Linked DNA regions of Zea mays: region 1 is linked to region 2. The links are chromatin contacts, called in public Hi-C maps. All regions are on one chromosome and are shown on one strand. The core of a region is the stretch at or near the end of the contact, and the rest is flanking DNA. Distances in the headings are between cores, read along the strand shown.

Evidence for each region. A called contact is a pair of places that touch in the nucleus more often than the background predicts.
Region 1: a contact with region 2 is called in a Hi-C map of ear, with 4 times the contacts expected there. The contact joins the promoter of LOC100272361 here to the promoter of LOC103637691 in region 2. A contact is called at or near these places in 7 of 25 Hi-C or Micro-C datasets (bundle sheath, ear, endosperm and 2 more).

The regions. Positions count from the first base shown.
Region 1 is chr1:99,723,979-99,731,685 of Zm-B73-REFERENCE-NAM-5.0, reverse strand. It overlaps LOC100272361, which reads right to left and starts at 3,499. Exons shown (of 22, transcript NM_001359605.1): 1 at 2,868-3,499; 2 at 1,941-2,171; 3 at 1,757-1,844; 4 at 1,134-1,342. The coding sequence starts at 3,299.
Region 2 is chr1:99,498,299-99,505,202 of Zm-B73-REFERENCE-NAM-5.0, reverse strand. LOC103637691 (NAC domain-containing protein 86) reads right to left here and starts at 5,160. Exons shown (of 5, transcript XM_008660334.4): 1 at 4,463-5,160; 2 at 3,954-4,231; 3 at 3,459-3,837; 4 at 3,363-3,456; 5 at 2,213-3,273. The coding sequence starts at 4,619. The coding sequence ends at 3,087.

The DNA of each region.
Region 1 (7,707 bases), core at 2,250-4,749, 230 kb before region 2:
CAAGTAAAACAACATCTTAGTGAGCAGTTTAAGATGTCTGATTTAGGCCCTCTTGGATATTTCCTGGGTATTGAGGTATTACAATCTACAAAGGGATATTATAGTCCAAATACATCCAAGACCTTATTGGTCCCTCTGGTCTGACTGATAAACGTACAGCTGCAACGCCCATGGATATTCATTTACAACTTTGTCCGAATGATGGTTCACTACTACAGGATCCATCCAGATATCGGCATCTAGTCGGCAGTCTAGTCTACCTCACTATCACTCGACCGAATATTGCACATGATGTTCATATTCTGAGTCAGTTTGTCTCTACACCTACTTCAGTCCATTATGGTCACTTGCTTCATGTATTGAGACACTTACGGGGAACCACATCTCGAGACTTATTCTATGATTGTAATAGTCCTCTTCGGCTTCATGCCTACTCTGATGCCACTGGGGCGAGTGATCGCTCTGATCACTGGTTATTGTATTTTCCTTGGTTCCTCTCCTATTGCATGGAAATCAAAGAAGCAAGTTGTTGTATCACGATCCAGTGTAGAAGCAGAACTTCAAGCTCTTGTTACCACTATTGCCGAGATTATATGGCTACGATGGTTATTGGTTGATCTTTGTGATACTCCTACGCCTCTTTTGTGCGACAGCACTGGAGCCATTCAAATTGCAAATGATCTTGTGAAGCATGAACTTACAAAACATATTGGTGTCGATGTTTTCTTCACACGGTCTCATTGTCAACAGAAAACTATTGCTCTTCAACATGTGCCCTCAGAAATGCAAGTTGCAGACTTCTTCACAAAAGCACAAACAAGAGAACAACATCGTCTCAACTTGTTCAAACTCAATGCTTCAGATCCTCTGCTTCCACCTTGAGTTTAAAGGGGGTGTTAAGGCCCATATTAGCTGAGTCTCCTATATAAATTCTACCAAGTCCTAAGAACTGATTACCTTCTCTAATCCAAGGTTAGTAACAGTAAGAACCTATCATATGATCTATTTTGTGTGTGGGGGGGGGAGGAGGAGGCGGGAGGGGGTTGGGGGCTGTTGCCATTTCTTGGATTGCTAATGGCTCTAGGGGAGAAGAGTTTAAACAATTCATATAAAATTGAGGACAAACTGTCTACCTCATAGTTCTCTGGACGTCTTTCAACAAGTGAAGTACTTGTAAGAACAAGCAGACGAGAGACAGAATCACCCTGTTCTCCAAGCCCACCCCTTGGTCCAACACCCAAACTTAAGCTCTCAATATTAGCAGTGCCACGCGCAGCAGAACGTAATCTTGTTACCGACCACTCTCCATGCCGTGTTTCAGCAGCTCCAACTGCCTCCATAGCTGGGAAAGAAGTCCACATACAAGTAAAATCAGAGAAAACCATAGTGGGCTCACAGGTAACAAATAAACTATCACTGAGAGTTTTAAATCCTTTATTATATGAGACGAATGTAGGGTCGGCAGCATCAATAAATGTGTAACGAAAACATGAGACAAGTGCGAATTTTGTTGATCAATGTGGAGCTTGAAGGTGGCATTTTACCTAATTCTCACAGTTCATTTGTGTTTTGCAAGCTGCCAAGTTACAAAACATATGGATGGAAAGGCAAAACTAGAGGCATGATAATGCAGTGAGAACATCAAGTAGATATATAAAAGTATTGAGCAAGCATCTTCATCCTTATCAACATCTAAATAGATTCTCTAATAAAATAGAGTACATCTAAAGTTCACCATCACTAGAGATCTGTCTACCTCTTTTTGCTATGAAGTCATCCGCTTTCATTGATTGTGAGTTATCCACAGATAGTGATAATCCAATCTTTAATTTGGCAGTTTTCGTCTGAAAGATGACCAACAAAGGAAGTTACATAGAACTACAAAAAACATGTATCACTGGAGTGGAACGACCAAAAAGAACAAGGTCAAAATTGTGTACCATATGCGATATAATTGCAGTGTTTGTAGTTCCTGAAGCAGCCATAAAAGCTTTTGACTTCCTACCATAAAGAGGGCATAGCACAAACCCTCCACCTTCAGAAGTCTTCCTCCCATAGCTATCCCCCAAGAGTACAATTGCCGGAGAATTCATATCTCTGAAGTCCAAGCACCAGCGTATATCACCAGAAGCCTCAAGGAGCTCAACACCCACAGGAGTGACCTTAAATTTCTACAGAATGTTCAGATACAAGAACCAAAGTATTAGACATCATGTGATGATAATACAACAGTATTTCTTTCAATACAGCATTATGTGAGTAATAAGTTATCAAAGATGGTCTCCGCAATCAGCTAGGTATCTAAATAATGACCATAGAACTGGTACACTACAATCATCTACCACATCCAGTCACTTATATATGACATTTCGAACAACAAACTAAAGTTAAAAGCAAGCCAGACTTGCTGTCTGAAACATCATATGGATCTGACTGGAGGGAGTAGTATTTCATAGCATGTCGTTATTTTGAGCACATTTTGTGGCACTATTTTTCATATAGTTAAAAAATCGCAAACAACTGAACAAGAATGAATGTGTGAATATGTGAATTATCTTCAATAGTTCTGCTTGAACTTGTAGCCTGGTGCTATGAGATCTGGTGAATTATCTTAAGGATGCAACAAGTTGAATCATGAAGTAGGGTAGTACTAGATGAGATTGGGCATGGAAGCATCAATTGATCAGAATAGAGTTGTACAGCACAATTGCTTACAGAAACTAAGCCTTTGTTTATTTCAAAAAAGAAAAGAAACACAGCCTTGTATTTCTATTTTTTTTTTTTTTGTTCACGGCAGCACAACACGGTAGATAGTAGCGGGATGTGAAGTTGATAGAAGCGGGTATTCAGGAAGGGGGTGTGCTTACGAAGGAGGACCATTCGTGGGTGCGTCGGCGGAGGTGGAGAACGGGGAAGTCGAAGGAGGCCTGGACCGGGCGGAGGCGGTGGAGTTCGGTGAGGATCCCCGGGCGGAGCGGCGACGAGAAGCGCATGGGCTTGAACTTGCTGCGGGCATCGGTGCGGACTGCGAGCGTGAACTCGTCGGTGGCGGTGAGAGCCTCAGCGTGGTCGAACTCGGAGCGGGCATCGTAGGAGTTGGTGAGGTTGAGCGTGGTGGGGTCGAGCGTGACGACGCCGGAAGAGGCGATGCAAAGGACCCGGCGGTACCTTCCCCTCCAAGAGTGCTTGACGACGAGGTACCGGGCGAGGTACTCGGGCTCCTCGGCGACGCCCGCGGGGGCAGCGGCGGATGCCGATGTGGCCGCCTCCGCTGCGGCGTGGCGGCTGGCAAAGTCCATGGCGGCTAGACTCGGGCCGGCATTAGGGTTCCGCCACCAGCGCAGGGAAGGGGAAGAGTGGCGCGAGTGAGTCGCCCCCAGCGCGGCGACCGATCTCGAAGCGTGACAAGATCCCCCTTTGCTGCTGCTGCCCAGCCGGTCGCCGGAGGACGGTGCTCGCCGGCGCACCAGCCGGATAATTGTTGAGATTTGTGTTGCGCGAGTTTTCCTGGTGCTTCGATTGAGATTGATCGGTCGACCGATCGGTTTGGTTGGCTCCTTTTCCGTTTTATTTTTCTGCCCGTTTTCCAAGCTGTTGCTTGCTTCCGATCTCACTTTTACCTTCTGTCTTCGTGGCTTCAGCCCCTACTACCACGTAGGGAGAGGGATCATTCAGGACAATTGGCTTCCGTGTTTGCCTAATTGGCTTCAGCGCGAGTGAGCTTGCGTTGTTTTCTTCTCTTTTCCCCCCTTTTTTATCATTAAATAATGTCATGTTTTAAAGTAAAACGAACACAGTGGTATTAACCGCCGTATATATTCGAACAATACGCCAAGAAAATAATTTCTTGGACATTTCTTAAGCAAGATTTGACTTTAATGTATACTTCCCCTTTTTCTATTAGGTCCCGTTTTTTCTTTCATTTTGAGAAATTAAAATCTTACTAATGAAATAGGCTATTTTTTTAAACGTGATATTCCACCACTTTCCAAAATTATCATATAATTCTATCTCAAATTCATGGGGTGAGAGATGGAAATTGATTCTATAGATTTTCATGTCATTTTTCTAATGTACAACTTATAACACATTCTTATACTTGCTTCGCTATAATATAAATGTTCTATAATATAAATATAGTATATAATTATCTTTCTCATATGATTTAAGATAAATACAAATAAATTACATATATAAATATATGAACTTAATTAGTTTTGTCTAAATTATAATTATTAGAATGGAATTCAATTCCAACGAAACAAATAGGGCCTTAGTTGTATTCTAAGTTAAATATGTTTATCTTTTACTGTTAACTTTAAAAAGCTGTAGAGATTAATAATATGATATTTATGTTTTTAGATTTATTAAGAAAAACAGTTTCATAATATATATATGGTTTATATCTATGTTGTGAATTTTATTTTTAGATTTATTTTGTGAAAATACATGAACCTTTTAGACCATATTTAATCATTATCATCTTCAATCGTTCCCTAAATGATACTCCCTCGCATACAAGGCAGTATCTAATCATTCCCTATTCAACTCCCTATATACATTATAACTCAGTTATTTAAAAAAATCATCAATTTTTGAAATTTTAAAAATCATAGAGCATTTATACTATCATAATACAAATTGTTATTATGTTACAAAGCTTAAACAAGAATAGAATCGCAAAGGAAAGACCTAGTTAACATATTGAGAGAGCCATTGGAGGGCAAATCCCCCCAAATGGCATGGGATGTGGGGCGGGGCAGAGGTGGGGATAGACGTTGGAGGTGGCTTGAAGATTGGTAGCCAAAGTTATGATTGTTTGACTTAGACGTCCAAAACGAAACTCTTTTGTGTCAATTGTTCTTTTTAGGAAGTTAACTGTTGCACTTTATTAATTTAAGAAAATACTTACATTGTTTACTAGATAATGTAAAATAAAGTTAGGGAGTTCATCGATCTAAATATAATCTTTTCTTTCTTGGAAAGCTAGCCAAGCTAACATATAAACCACCTGATTAGCATCCTATTACAATGCTCAATTAAGACACAATCAAAACCATGCCACGTACTCTGCTCGGTTCAGGACTCCTTTGGACATATAGCACCACAAGTGTCTAGTATGTGCCAAAGAGAGGCACCAAATAGGACATGTGTCGTATCTCAGGGATAGCGACAACATTGATATCGAAAGTGTCCAATGTAGCGAGTTGGGGTACACCAAATTGCAATGTGTACATTGGACCAGAAGCTAAAGCGTTCACCGGACAAGTGCTCTGGTTCATTCTACTAGGGAGGTTGTAGCTCATGCTATAGAGAACAAACTACCATAAGGCACTGGTGTATCTAGAGTACAATGGACGTCGCGCCATGATCTGATTGTAATGGCTAGCTATTGTCGATGTCTGATGAGCAACAATCTTACTATGAGGTCACTCAAGGTAAGATTTGGTGGGTGTCGACGAAAAACAAAATTCAATGGTTAACATGAAACGACAATTTAGACAGATTTAGACCACTAAATAGTGTAATATCATATGTCTTGTGTGTTGGATAGTCTTTCGTTGAATTATTGTTTATGTTATATTAAATAGGTGTACCTCTACCTAGGGTAGACACACGGTTATAGTCCTAGTCAACTAAGACAGAAGAGTTCTAATACTATTATAAAGATTGTCCTTCCTTTAGTCGACTAGGTCGATTTTCTCACTGGAAGCCACGTCGGCTTGTCCCATGCCTTTCTAGTAGTCCATGGTTGACTCATCTTCTTGCAGGCTAGTCGGCCCTATGGAAAACCATGATCTTAGTTTTCCAAGCCTCTGATATCTTTATGGTTGAACTTTAAAATCTTCTTGCAAGCAACATCTGAGTATTGTTTTGATAGAAGTCATAAAGTGCTTTTCAAACTTTTTTCAAATGGTGTGCCCTTTCTTATAAAGCACATCCATTAGGTGTAGCCCCAAGCCTCGTGTTGTTTAACATAAAGAGTTTGAGGGCCTTTCATGTAATCTTTTGACTTTAATAGATCCTTATTCAAAAAATTGAATGCATCCACCAAGGACATATGTCTCGCACCCCTTGAGCCTAAAACCAAGTAATTGATATACGAAAACAACTCTTAGGGTATTAGACATCCTCAGGGGGGTCATAAAGAGTAATTGTCCAAGACAAAAATGAGAGATCACTTGTATATGAGTGGTTTGGCACCTTTGAATTACACACGAACACGGGTGAAAACTTTATCATATCCGTTGCAACGATGGTTGCCCCTAAGCGAGATTTTCTGGCCCACTAGTGGGGCTTAATTCTAAAACCTACTCGTGTGTCCTTGAATATAATTATACCTGAGATGCCAAAGCCCCTAGGCTTAGCTAGAATAAATGAAATGATTGATGTATTACCTTGGCGAAGTACTAAACATTAATGTAACTAATACCCGCTTAGTTTCTTTCCACCCTTTCAGAGAGACTGTCCTGTTTGGATGGCCAGGATGCATGCATTGGAAGGACAACAACTGCTTGAGGACGACCCCACAGTCGTGTACCTCACTGAATACCTGCTTACCCTGGATGCACAGTATGATCTCTCGGCTCGGCACCACCGTCAGATGATTGCCCGAGCAGAAGATGTAGAGAAGCGCAAGCGTCAGCTCCATGTGGATCTCACCACAACTCAGGCTCATGTAGCTGCCTTGGAAAGTTGTGAAGCCGTTGTTGTTGAAGCCCTAAAGCAAGCCAAGTACGAGCACATCCAGAAGTTGATGTAGGCCTACTTGGTAACCCACAACCAACGTATAGCTCTACGAATCCAAGAACCCGCTTCATCCAACCCAGTCCAACCCATGAGAGCTGAAGATCCCCAGATTCTTGAAGGCCACCCGGTCTCTATCAAAGCAGAAAAGAAGGCTTGGGAACTCCCGGAAGGAACCACGGTCTTAGAAGGAATGTCAGTCTCCCCTCGGGCTATAGATAAGCAAGTGAAAGGGAAAAGGGGTTAAAACATTTCCTATACTCGATTTTGGTGTTTGACGTCCATCACAAACCACGTGGACTAACTAAGTTTGTCTAGATGTCATGTATCTCAGGTGCATAAGGTTCAACATAAACCAAGAAAGAAATTAAGTTGGGGACTCAAAAAGTATGGAGCAAAGACATGAAATGGTGTTGCCTGTGGCGCACCGGACAGTGTCCGATGCCCCAGGCAGAGCACCCAGCAAACTGCTCACTCTCGGGTTTTTCCATGGGACGCTCCACTATGATTTACCGGACTGTCCGGTGTGCATCAGACATGTCCGGTGAGCCAAAGGAGCAACGGTAACCTGGCGCTCAACGGTCGACTGCGTGTATAGTAAAAGCACACAGTACAGAAGTCAGATGTTAGGCTGCGAAGTCAGAATGCACCAGATATGTCCGGTGTGCCACCAGACTATCCGGTGCAGCTACAGGACAAAGGACTCCAATGGTCACCCACTATAAACCCCAATGGTGTGCTGACGTGGAACGCACCGGACAGTGAACAGTGCCATGTTCGGTGCTCCATCGCCAGCAACGGCTAGAATAGTGGTTGGGGGCTATAAATACCCCCCAACCACCTCCATTCAAGTCATCCAAGTTTTCTGAACTTCACATTCATTGCAAGAGCAAAAGACTATACTCCAAGACACATTCAATATAGCAAATGCTCTCCAAGCCTCCAAATCAACTCAATTCC
Region 2 (6,904 bases), core at 3,911-6,410:
CATCTAGGAAAGGTGAATGCATATATGTTATAATGAAGTTCCAATTTATAGTTATTCAATAATTATTTTACTTATATTGATGCATATTTGTGTCATTCAAGGTGCTACATATTTTCCAACAATGATCGGTGATCTCGAGGTGCTAGACTCTTATTACTGCTGCAACAAATCATGAGAATCATATGGATGAGGTATTTAAAGATTATTATTTACTTCGTGCATGGGCTATTAATTTGTTATTATTCACTACTGTTTTGATGCATGGGCTGTTTGCTGTCGCCTTGCTTTGATGCATGCGCCTTGCTGCTATCTCCCAGCCGTGTTATACTCCCTGCATGGCTGCTAGCTGTTAGGCGCTAGCTGCTAGCTGTTAGGCGCTAGCTGCTAGCTGCCTAGCTCCCAGCTGTTAGGCGCTAGCTGCTAGCTGCCTAGCTCCCAGTCGTGTTAGTTGACAGATTCATGTTCTTCTATATGTATTTATTTATACTCCCTGCATATCAATTCATGTTCTTCTATATGTATTTATTTATCCAAAACTGACTTATTTTTGTGTATTAACAGGATGAAGACGCACTAGAATTTTCTAAGAATAATGAAGATGTAGCAAGTGGCTCCTCTCCATGAGCAATGTGTCTTATGTTTGTTGACAGATGAGCCTTGGTTGTAATAGTCTATGCATGCTAAGTGATCCAGATGTGAGCAAGTGATTATGAATATGTGTTTTAAACTTTATATTGTGTCATGTGTGCTAGTAGACTTATATGGCTTCTTATGTTAGCCAAGAGCCCAAGACTTGTCACTTATGTGCTACATTAAACTACGTGTGCTCCGGATATATATGGCTTTTATCTATGTTTAATTAAGACTTGTGTTTACAATTTTTTATATTTGTTTTTAAGTTTTGAATATATGTTTTCATGGTGTGATTTTACCGAACAAAAATACCGGTTCCCGTCCGATTTCGGCTTTAACCCGACCGGATCGTATCGGTTTTCGATTACCGTATTTATCCCGTTCGTTTTCGTTACCGATATATCCCGTTTTCGTTTCCGTCCCGCAAGTTAAATATGAAAATGAAAACGGTAGAGGTATTTTATCGACCGTTCCCGACTGTTTTCATCCCTAGTCCACCTGAAGCCCAACCTGCCACGTAAGTCACTACTGACTGGCCATGAATTCTTCGCTGAGACGATGGCCGTTGCTGACGTTGTATGAGTGTCCTCGAACACGATGTATGTAGAGGAGTAGCGCATCCGGTGGTGCAACGGTCAGGGGTACTACCTTGCTGATGAGCCCGGGGAGCACTTCGTTTTACAGCCCAGCCAAGAGTCATCAGTACTCGGTATGTCGCGCGCGTTCGACGACTACTATATCGAGGACTATGACGACATCTTGGCGCCAGAGGTGACGCAGAGGAGGAACGACAACAATGACCAGTTCGTCATCCTCGCCACCGTTGGGGTAGCTTTTGTGTCGGCTTGTCTTTAATTCTCTTCGCAAACACACACTTGCTTTTTTGTTTAAGCAAAAGCGTATGGTGGTACGTGTCTGATGACTAACGATGTATGAGGGAATTTGTTTCGGTATGTGTGAAACGTGCTCTCCAATGATGAGACCATGCAAATCGTGACATATATCGAAGTCTGCATGATACTGATGGTTGCAATGTAGTGGTGAAACAGATAGATTATAAATAACAAAATTTATGTATGGGCAGAATCACAAATTGATTATGAAACATTTTCTTATAACAGTATAATACATATTTTGTATATAAGTTATCGTAGTATACTGGTATTATATATTCCTGTTGCAACGCACGGGCATTCAACTAGTATAATATAATTTAGAAGCTTAAATGATACAACTTCTTTGAGTTTTTTATGATTTAATTTTAGGAAAAAAATGTTTTATTTTTTTTCGAAAATATGTTTACAACTTCTTTTATAAAGTCTAATTGGCTTTCCTGAACTATCCTGAAAGCCTAATTTACCTCACGACGCGACGCTACGACGTGGTGTGTGCCATGTCAGTCAACACTATTAGGAAGGTAAATTGGACAGTTTCATCATCGTTTAAGGAGCACAGACATTTGGTTTTTGAACGGAAGGAGATAGGTCGGACATTCGGACTACCACAGTACAGTAGTTGACTGTTCTGGGGCACTTTTTCATATTTTCCCTAGAACAACGCATGCAAATACACATACATATATACAGCCAAGTTTTCACCAACTTTTACTAGACACCAGGCGTCGACAGAATATACTAGACACCAGGCCAAAGCAAGCAGAGACAGGGATTCCTCCGGCCGACTCTCCGCTGCTCCCAGCGCAAAACATTCGCAAGCTGGTGCGGTGCGGAGACTGAGAGAAAAAGGGAGCGCGCACCCGCGTTTGACATGAACATGATTATCACTTGCTGACGATGGCTGCTCGCCGCCCTCACCTCCTTTCGCCGTCAGATTCGTGGAACGACGGCGACCTGTTTCCCCCATGGCCCATGCTATATATTCTCCCGTCCCCTTTCTGTCCTGAATAATACTAGTAGCGCTTTCCTGGCTCTGAATTGCGTGCCGTCGTCCAGGTTCCTGGGGAATGTTCGTGTCCACCGTTTCGTTTCCCTGAGGTGAATGGTCACGTAACTGGTCTGCTAGCTGCTTGGTTCGTCCTTGGCTGCTAAGCCATCCCTTGCTTTCCGCGCGCCATCTTCTCATCTCATGAAGCTATTTCAGCTGGCTGCCACCACACCACCTTCAACGTTATACTGTGCCTACTTCCCTACCTTGCTTGGAGTAGCTTCTTCTTCTTCTGCTGCTGATGATGATGAACAGAAACCCCAATCGTGATCGCAGCACTGCACGCAACATGTAATTGCCGGGGTACAATACAATAATGGCATTGAATTGAGAATGGTTAACAAGGGGCTACAAAGCAGTGCAATATTTTGCGTTGTCGTACACATCACAGTACAGTACTGGTCAAGCACGCAAGTAGTAGTAGTACTAAGTAGTATTAGAAAGTGACACGGCCGTACACAGCACACCGACCGAGTGCTACAGAGAAGACTGTAATAAAAAAGACGCCATCACCCTCTGTAGCAATAGTTCCCAATATGTGCTGTGCTGTGCTCTGTTCTGTTATTAAAAGGATTCAGAAGACGATCCTGTTGTCCTCCGAGAAGAAGAAGGCGGCCAGGTCGTCGATGCCGTCGCTCGCCTGCCGGCACAGCATGGTCGTCGGGCTCGCGGCCGCCGCGTTCCACGTGTCGACACCTGCACACGTTCAGACAGCAGGCCGCCGTCACTCACATGGATGGATCATGGATGCCTGCATAGGAGGGAGGAGTCAGGAGTGTACCTACCTACGCTCGGGAACGTGCCTGTGCAGGGGAACAAGGCGTCCCATTTCAGCTCCTGCTCCGACTCCGAGACGCCGCCCATGTCTCCGCCGAACCAGTCCGCCGCCGCGGCGGGGAGGCCTTCGCTGACGAAAAACGTGTCGTCCTCGTGGGGAGACGGCAGGAGCAGGGGCGGCGGAGGCAGCGCGAGGGAGGGAAGGGCCGCGCTCGCGTCGTGCGCCAGCTGGAACGCGTTGCCGGGTTCAGGAGCCATGGCGCACGTTACAGCTCCCGCCGCGTCCAGCGTGGGACGAGTGGGGCTGGAGTTGGCGGGCGTGAACGGCGACGGCGACGACGACGCGCTTAGCTGCTCGCCGCTGGAGACCTCGCTCATCATGTGCCCTCTCGCGCTGCCGGCCGCTTTGGCCCTGCTCGCAGGCGGCGGCAGCAGCAGCCCGGCCTCGTGCCGCTTGATCACGCGGCACAGCGCGTAGGCGCCCTGCACACACGTACGTACGTGAGCAGCCGGCGGTCAGTTTAGCTAATTAGCTGAGCGATGAGCAGAAGAGAAGAGAATAGAATGATGGGACGAGTTGAAGGGGACGCAGCGCGTACGATGAAGTTGCACGCGCCGTGGACGAGGTCCTGGCAGAGGCGGTACTCGTGCATGACCCAGTCGGTGCGCTCGCCGCCTGGCGCGCGGCCGCGGTAGAAGACGAGCGTCTTGCGGAGGCCGTAGACGCCGCCGTCGCACGCCACGCGCCGGTCCTTGCCCGTCGCCTTCCAGTAGCCCGTCGCCGTGGCGCGGTTGGTGCGCGACCCGTTGGGGTACTTGCGATCGCGGGGGCAGAAGAAGAACCACTCCAGGTCGCGCTTCGGCAGGAACGACTTGTCTGCAACAATTAATTAACCAGTTACGTACGGAAATAATACAGTGATTCTCTGTTCTGAGCACCATGTTTCTTTTTTGTTGTTGTTGTTGAAAAGCCTATATATGCTGTTATCTGCGACCGGCCTAGCCTAGCTAGCTAGGGAGAAAAAGGGGAGAGAGCGAGATGCCCGGGCCGGGAGAGAAGAACGACAGGATATATAGGGTATACAGCTAGTAGCAAGTACACACACACCTGGTAGTTCCCATGGCTCGGACTTGTAGAGGTCGACGACGGGGATGACCTCGAGCTCGATCTTGAGGTTGTCCACCTTCCTCTTGAGGTAGTAGCTCACCAGCTCGTCGTCGGTGGGGTGGAAGCGGAACCCGGGCGGCAGGGTCATGGTGCCCATGGCCGGCAGCGGCAGGGGGAAGCAAATAAATGCTGCCGATCCAACACTACTACTACACTAGTAACCGAGAGATCGAATGTAAATGTCAACTCTGCCAAGCAAATATTTCAGGCAGCAGATGCGTATGTGTAGGCTGTGTGCTAGCTAGAGCGGCGGTTAGTAGATAGATCAGTGCGCGGCTGGCAATGGAAGAGGAGGAGGTTGAGGAGGGGATATCTGTTGAAGACGTGGAAGATCCAGAAATAGAAGCTCTTCCTAAGCAGCGCGCGGGGGATGACTATGACGACGACGAAGAAGAAGCCGATGGAGTCCAAGACCATTATCAGAGGGTCAGAGCCGCCTATAGCTAGCTAGATTAGTAAGTTACCAGCCAGCCAGCCAGCAAGATTATTAAGGTCTGGCGGGCCTCAAGAACAAACAATTGTTGAGGTCCAGCCGTCGAGGGAGAGAGGCTGCTTCAATAAGTTGCCTTGCCGATCAGGAACGGAGAGAGAGAGAGCAGCGGCAGGAGGGAGGAGGAGGAGAGGGTGTGAGAAGCCGCGGGGCGATGCCGTTTATATAGACACGGACGCGGACAGGGGAAACGGACACGGAAACTACAAACTACTAGTCTAAACTGGGAACTAGGGAAAGCGAGGGCGAGGTCGGCGGTCGTCCGCGCGAAGCAATTCCAAAGCCTACCTCTCGCGCCACCACCACCAGTCCACCACCACCCAGCCGCCGCGTGAAACCTTGTCACTGGACACACACACACGCAGCTCGCCAAAACCGCTGGCCGCCTTGCGATGACTGGCTGCTAACCAAAAGAGCGCGCAACGCGTGTCAAGCCCCTCTCGTGTGGTACGGTGCGTGCGTGCGCTCAGCTCAGTCCATTCGTCAGTGGGTACAGGTACATGCTAGCCACATGGTCGTCCGTGTTTCGTTCAGGTAGTCGTGCTTGCGAATCGACAGCTAGCTAAGGAGGGCTGGAGGAGCCCACACAAAGCAAAGCAAAGCAAAGCATGCGTGTTGTCTGTCCTGCACCTGCACCTGCACGTAGTTTCCATCTACGTACTGTGTCTGATCCTACTAATCTAGTAGAGGCGGCCGTTTATACCGTTCCGGGATCGGCTTCAGATCGGGGGCCCTTCTCCGCTTTTGCTGCGCGCGCGCGCGCGCTCTCCGGATTGTTGTGCCGCCTGGCCCAAAAGCGCGAATTTGTCTGTTCATATAAACTTTTTTGGTTTGTCCATATCATCCATGAGGTAGATGCTAGCTAGTAGTAGATCCGTGCTTAGCCCGTCGTTGCTGGATTTGGAGATGAGCCCGAGGATGGGATGAGTTTTCTTCACCGCCCAGTTTTTTTTAATTCTTATTACTCTCGCCTGTTTTCTCTTGGTTTTTACAGCTCATGTTCAGACAGGTGGCTGATCGACTTAACTTATTCCAGACGGGTCATGGCACGTTTTTGTATTTTAACTTATTTCCTTTTTATTTTAGCTTTTTTTTCAACAAAAAGAGTTACGTCTGCTGCCACGCCAGCCCACCTGTGCCTGCGGTGACCGGTGCTATAGGTCATGACGCCGATAAGTGTTATCTCGGCGCTATGATCTATGACGCTAAAAAAAATCATAAAACAACATTAAGTACTCTATAGGTCTAAACGTGAAAATTGTTCGGAAAAATAACTAAAATACAACAAAAAAATCTGGTCGCACCGTATCTTACTAACTACTCCCTCCAATCTTCAAATACTTGATGTTTAAGGGTTTTTTACTTTGAATGCAAAAAACTTGATGTTGAAGCATTTAGAGCTCATTTTGGACTAGTATATCCCTCAGACAGTTCGTTTTTCCATGCACAGTACGTACATGCATACATACATTAATTACCAGAAAAAGGCAAAAAGAGGAACCATGAGATTCACGCGAGCTGGCATTTCAATGCCTGCACCAACGCTGCAACCAACTAGGCAACCATCATTTTTAAGCAATCTAAATCTATTTATTAGGGATGTTGGATTAATGTGGACTTAACCCAAATTAATAGTTAATAATAGCCAATCCTAATAGTCTACTTTAATAAAATGGTGTACTAATAATTTAGTATTATATTGGAAGTTAAAGGGACAAATCAATCAACTTAAATATATGGACCATTGGTGTATCTATTAAGAAGTTAAAAAAAGGATGAAGTACTACAACACGCGTGCGGGCGCCGCCGTCGCCGTCGACCCGGCCGTGCCTGTGGTTCGTGGTAGATCGGACATTGGTCCGAATATTCCTTCCTAACTCTGAAAGGGAAAT